Linked DNA regions of Rattus norvegicus: region 1 is linked to region 2. A link is a contact called in public Hi-C data. All regions are on one chromosome and are shown on one strand. Each heading gives the region's core, a stretch centred on a gene start, on an enhancer-like site or on the middle of the called end of the contact. The rest is flanking DNA. Distances are from core to core; before and after follow the strand shown. Region 1 holds the start of Smc2 (structural maintenance of chromosomes 2). Region 2 has its middle 280 kb from the start of Smc2.

The links. A called contact is a pair of places that touch in the nucleus more often than the background predicts.
Region 1: a contact with region 2 is called in a Hi-C map of hepatocytes, with 1.5 times the contacts expected there. The contact joins the promoter of Smc2 here to the enhancer-like site in region 2. A contact is called at or near these places in 3 of 12 Hi-C or Micro-C datasets (the A7r5 cell line, hepatocytes and liver).

What each region holds. Positions count from the first base shown.
Region 1 is chr5:71,600,748-71,604,055 of GRCr8, forward strand. Smc2 (structural maintenance of chromosomes 2) reads left to right here and starts at 1,658. Exons shown (of 25, transcript NM_001108666.3): 1 at 1,658-1,718; 2 at 2,496-2,715. The coding sequence starts at 2,548. The region is part of intron 1 of LOC134478972 (large ribosomal subunit protein eL29-like); the gene reads right to left.
Region 2 is chr5:71,325,133-71,328,446 of GRCr8, forward strand. No RefSeq gene overlaps it. Among named protein-coding and RNA genes, the nearest start is that of Smc2, 280 kb to the right of the region's middle. Within about 2 kb of position 1,254, at least 3 of the 93 cell types and tissues checked have an H3K27ac peak or open chromatin away from gene starts, as enhancers often do. A contact at or near this core is called in hepatocytes and liver, where this site is marked.

The DNA.
Region 1 (3,308 bases), core at 408-2,907, 280 kb after region 2:
GGGGAAATGGAAGCAATCCTCCATCCCAAACCAGAAGCTTATCCAACTGACAACTGCTCTTAGAGCAAATATTTCTTCCAGTGAAGTCTGAGTATACAAACCACACTTAAGGGTAGTTCCACTGCCTAGCAATAGACAGCCAACACGAAACAAATTTAATGGTATTTTTAGAGAGTTTTTGCCCCACACTGCTTTGTCTGGACATTTCTGTTTAACCTTAAAAATCTTTTGCTTAAGTATGATGGTTTCTGCTTTTGTTTTTATGTTTTGTGTATCTGTGTGCAAATGTCTCATTGTGCTTCTAATGCTCTTTTATCCTGTTTAGGACAAATCCTATTGGTTTTTTTTTAATCTTATTTCATCACCACCACCACCACCACCACCATTATCATCATCATCATCATCATTTTAGATGCCTGTTTACATTCTAATAAGAGAAAAGAAAGAGTGTGGATTTGGGTGAGTGGAGGACATCAAGAAGTTGGGGGAAGAGAAACTAATCGGGATATACAGTATGAAAAATTATATTTTCAATTGAAACAAAGTTAAGTCCTTCCCTACTTAGTATTGATGCTCAAATATAAATCACCCCAACACGGTTGTTGTTTAAAAAGTATACACGTTGTTAATGGGAATCTGTTCTAACTAGCAATGTAAAATTATCAGTTGTAGAGAATAGTCTAAGAGCACATGCTCTGTAGTTAGGCTGCCTGGAACAAAAATCTGTCACTTACAAGTCGTTTAACCCAATGACTCAATGAACTCGATCTGTACAAAAGGAAACAAAACTCATAGGGAAACACTAGGATCCCACGTTTGTTGAGGAATATTTTTGACAGCCTTTGAAACACAGCTACCCAATCCATAGAACTCTGTAAATACGAACTGCCATTAAGAAGCTTCAGCAACATTTCGTAAACCAGTAAGTCAGCCATTGCGTATAATTACACAGGTTTTCGGCATAAGGAATCGTACAGACATCTGCTACCCAACTCCACGTATTGCAGGCATATGGTCCCCTCTGGAAACTGGACCTGTTTTGTGTTTTTGTTTTTTCAAAGCCGGCGCCTTTCATTCAATTAATTACAACCTCCACTTTCCAGAAATCTCTGTAGTCCGTAGAAAAAGAAGCTTCAGAAGATTTTTCTGGCCAGTGTTAGTTTCCACACAGTAATCTCCGAGCGGGGAAAAAAAAAAAAAAAAGCGCAGACTTGGAGGAGGCGGAGCCTGCGGACCTTAGCCAAGGGCCCGGGACCCGCGGCCTGAGAGGGCCAGAAAGTGGGCGTGGACGGTAACGAGCGAGGCCCAGACCAGGAAGAGGTGCTGCCCGGAGCATGCCTGACGCGATGTCAGCACGACCTAACTGCATTTTCACTTTCCAAGCTCACAACGGTATAGTCCCCTACTTTCCAATATTTAAATTATTATGTACTGTCTGTGTGTCGTTTCTGTGTTTTCCCTTGGGGCAAAAGATGAAACTCTTCAGTCAGGCAGATACAAGGCACCAACAGAGAGCAGACGCGTCGGAGGTGGGGTCCTTTGCTCGCGCCGAAATTCAAAGAAACAGTTCCGGCACGGTTGTTGGCTACGGCGGATGCTGTGGCCGGGATGTTGGCGTTCTCCCGGTAGCTCCCGAATACAGGTCGGGTGACCTCGTTGCCCGCCTCCGCGTCGAGTCGGAACTTTGCTGGTACCCCTGGCCGGCCACTTGGTGGTTGGTGCGTAGTGCGGCCCTTGGCCGGGCCTGGTGCCAGGCGGGAGTTGGGGCACTGGGGAGGGCAAGATCCTCAAGAAGGGACTTCAAACGATAATTAGGGATGTTGATTGTTGTTCATCCGTAAGGTGAATCGAGAAAGGCTTGGGGAAGCGAGAGAACACGGAATTTTAAAGCGAGTCTGTAGAATGGATTCACTTCGTCCTTAAGGTCCATCCACTAACTACCCGGATTCTGAGAATCGAGCGTTCACAAGAGTTAAGGTCGAATGTAGGCAGAAAGCACAGCGGAACTGAGGATGAGTTGCAAAGACGGATGAATGCCGACTAATGTCATCTTTTATTGCCATGAAGGAAAAGGAAGGAGAGGATGGGTGTTGAGTGCTATTTAGGGAGATCCAGAAGGAGTCATGTAAGGTGACATTTATGCAAAGTCGTGTGCAGTAAATAGTATCCAGTCCAGTGGTATCTGTGGCAAGGAGAATGAAATGCAAAATAATCAGTAGTCTCTGTTAACTACAGTATTATTAAAGTGCAACACGAGCCTAGGAAGTGGACAGGAGTGATAAAGGTGATTTTCAGGTTAAATATTCAGCTTCCTGGCAATGACAACGGTTGGATGTTTTAAAATCCCAGCCAGCTGATTTTAGGAGAAAAAGTAGTTTGGCAGATGTATTTTTACTTTACATTATTGTGCATCCTGTCATATTTATGTGATTTGGGTTTTTTTTTTTTTTATTATTAACATTCTACTTACATGATGTTATTTCTATTTTATACAGACCTGGCCTGTAGCTTGCTGCCTAACAGGCTTAACCCAAGACAGTATAAAAAATGTATGTTAAATCAATCATTCTCGAAGGATTCAAGTCCTATGCACAAAGGACTGAAGTCAATGGTTTTGACCCCCTCTTCAATGCGATCACTGGTTTGAATGGTAGTGGAAAATCCAATATATTGGATTCCATATGCTTTCTCCTAGGCATCTCCAACCTGTCTCAGGTAAAGTGTAAACTTTTTGACTTATGTGAAATTTGGCAAGAGAATCTGCTGATCTGTGGGGATTTTGGATTTTCTTCCTTTGCACATTTGTTCTTTTTGTGAATTATGTTGTGCTGTGGTACAGCCATTTAAGCAAACACTATTACTATTCCATGCTGTAGACAAAAAGATAGAAACAGAGGCCTTGCCTCAGGTTGGTCCTCTTAGCCCTGTTACTTCAGGTAGTCTCTGTCCTCAGTCTATACCTGCTCTTCTTGGAGGGACTCTAGCTGACCTTTCATGGAAACATGGCTCTGGCAGACTTTGCCCTTCTCACACATTCCCTTTGCCTTGCTAAAAACTGTTAGATTGCATTCCTGAAACTAGCTACCAAGGTCCAGCCACTTCCACCTCCTGAGGCTGACTACCAAGGTCCAGCTATCAAAGTATTGAAACCCAGCAGTCAAAAACCCCCCTTTGGCTCACCTAACTAACATGCCCAACCAAAATTAACCAATTCATTCTAACATGGGGGTGTTCCCTTTTCTGCTTATAAAGTGCCATTTGCCTGTGGACCACAGGGGTCTCCTGTCTGTCCAGAGGAAGTTGTTGTC
Region 2 (3,314 bases), core at 4-2,503:
TTGATTTTGCTTTTATATATCCCAGGAAAAGAACAGCTTTGACCACCAAGTAAGGCATCGGGGTAGAATGAACCAAGGACTGCCAACCCCTCTGCCCCCGACTGATAGAAGAATATCACAACCAGCAAGATGTCTCCTTGCCCATTGCAGGGCTGGGGCAGAGGAGAGTTCCTCACTGTAACTAGACTGCACAAAGGCATCTCAATGGCTACCTCTCAGTCGTGCGATCTGCTGGGACAGTTATCCTAAACAGTGTCATGTGGACTTTATTTTAATAGTATGCAAAGATGAAAGGAAAAAACTGTTTAAATTTATGGGAAATTTTGTCCAACTTCAATCTTTAAGCACATAATAAAACTTTACCTCAGTAAAGCCATACACGCTGAAATGTTTTCATTTGATTGTCTAAAGTCAAAAACAATTCTTCTTTACCTTTAATTAAATATTATTCATCAATTTGTCACTGTATACTCTATAGACATATGAGAAACAGGCATCGACGATGAACAAATTTAAGTTCCTCAGCACTAATTAGATAGTAATGATTTTGCTTTCTCTGAAAGTATTTTAGAATCTCCGTTTATAATGAAATGCTTTGCTCATTCGGTAGTAATTGTTGAAGCCTACCTTTTAACCTTGAAAATAAAATGCAAAGGGCTTCCTGCTTTTGAGTTATGTGACCAAAATTTGAAAGCACATCAATGATCCTTTAGATAACAATGATGTCAGTAGATAGACGAGTGCTCTGGAAACAGCCCTTTAGAATAGTCCATTGGAAGATTGGCCGCTTCTCCGTTAAAAATTCTCCACTAACTCTATTTGACTTTCATTTTTCCCAAAATAGCTTTTCAACTTACAGGAAGCAGTACATAATAATCAGAGTGATGCAATTCAGTTGCACTAAATAGAAAACAATGACCTCATCCTACCTGCCTTTAACTCCTCTACTAAGATAATCAATATCTACCCAGTCTTTGAAGTTTTTCCAATTTTCTCTAAAACATTTGTTCAGGAACCTAAGCTAAACATGGTAGATGGAATACACAGGTAGTTTTTCCTCAGGAAGGAAGACACAAATGAAAAATGCACAATAGTTCTGAGTTGCTTGGTCTGATATTTACCTTATAAAAATAGTTCTTAATACTGAGTTATGGAACGGTGCCATGAAATGTCTCCCCTCCTCCTCTTTGGAAAAGGCTGAGAACTGCTATTTGCTGTGTCAATAATAAAGTGGAGAAGGCTCCAAGAAAGGCTTGGAATTCTTTCAAGAAAGGAAGCTGAACCTACTATTCCCATAGACTAAGAAACATTCACATCCTCCTCTATTTTGAACCCACAAATGTTCTTGAGGTCAGTACGATGCACATCTCCGGACTTGACCATCAAGAATTTAGTTGTCTTTGTCCTTCCAGGAGATTTGTCAAGCAAATCCTAGCTGAATTAACTACATGTTACAAAAGGAGGGACTGGACCCCTGTAAAAGTGGTTGTGTCTGAACATTTGCGAGACCTCAGATAGTCTGGTTTCAGCTATCTTTTTGGCATCCAGCCTCGGGGATTGTTGCTGATGGTAGAATCGCAGAAGTGCAAATGAACTACAGTTGCTCCATCAAGAGCAGACACTGACGCAAGGGCTGCAAGGAGCTCGCAAGACTCAGCTAGCAATGGCTTCATCAGTTTAGAGACCTGGGCTGTGCTGAGGAAACTGGAGGGTTGGGAGATCCTTCTGTCCTAGTTGCCAAAGCACAGGGCAGCCTCCTAACAGGGTGAATCACAAAGACCAAATTCAAAGGTTATATATACCTAAGACCCTGTATAAAATCTTAAATTGAAGCAAAACTAAGCAATATATTAATTTACAATGCATGCATGGGTTATAACTCTTTTTAAAACAAAAAAGAGAGATGCTGGAAAGATGGCTCAGTGATTAAGAGAAGGGGATGCTCTTCTAGAGAACCTAGGTTCGACTCCTACTACCCACATGGTAGTTCACAACTGTCTATTACTCTAGTCCCTAGGGGATCTGATATCCTATTCTGACCTCTGTAGACACCAATCACACATGTGGTACTGAGACATATCCTGGAAAAACATCTATATACGTAAAATAACTTTTAAAAAAATCTTTAAAGACCAAAAAATAATATAATTTAAATTAAAAACAAGAACAAAGAGCAAAATAATATTGAACACAAACATAGTACCACATGGCTAGAGTTAATTAATATAATTGAGAATCTTTAAACTTGGAATTGTAGTACTAAAGTTACCAACATATATCATTAAATAACTAAAAAGACCCATGCATGTGACAATGTAGCATAAATAAGAGATTAAAACATTTCTCTTCTTAAATCTATCATATCTATAAAGATATGAAGACTCATAATGAGATAGCTATGTCCTCTACTGTACTGGCCTGAACTGATGACAGCTGTCAATCTCTTACAGAAACAGTAGTAGACTCAATGGCTTTCCATGCCAGGTGTAAGATTGAACACTAGAATGATACGTTAATCACCAACTTCCCTAAATTTGTCTTTCATTCTATTCCTGTGGTTCCATACCTAGGGCTATGAGTGGAAAATGCCACTTTTGATCGCTGGCATTGTATTAATTTTCCATGTGGAGAACAATATGAGCTAACCCATTTTTCCTCTGAACTAATCATGCCTAAGAGAACTTGGGGTCTCTTGAGTCTCTGCCTTGGACTCCAGGCTAACAAATGTATTCACAGTTCTTCAATCCTATATTGACAGTTTAGAAGCTGGCTCAAACTGAAACTATGGGCTAACACCATCACATTGCAGTAGAAATCACCTCATTTCAGAAAGTTAATAAAATAAATCTAAAATCTAACCAATTATTGAATTCTTATGGAGTGAAAACAAGAAATATTACGTTTCTTTCTCTCGGTGAATATATTTTAAAGAACTTTTAAAAATATTTAGCTCTCTTTGGATGCCACTGTTGAATCCCTGAAGTTTTTCAGAGCTGGACCTCTTGTAGTTTCCTTCACTGGGAACATAGTTTAAAGGACAAACAGCAAATCACAGTAGAATAAAGACATTAAGTTTACAGTGCTGAGTTTGTGACACCTTTGCCTTTATCATGTGAATGTTTTGTATTGAATCTTTATTTCATGAGAAATTTGAATTAGGAGAGGAGTTACAAATTCTTTTATAGGAATTAGCATTATTTTTAGATCTTTTCATCTCTCTCATAGTCCCCTTTACAACCTCTATGACTTGCACATGAGGGTGTGTGTGTCTGTGTGTGTGTGTCCGCGCACACGCACACACACACATATTTAAA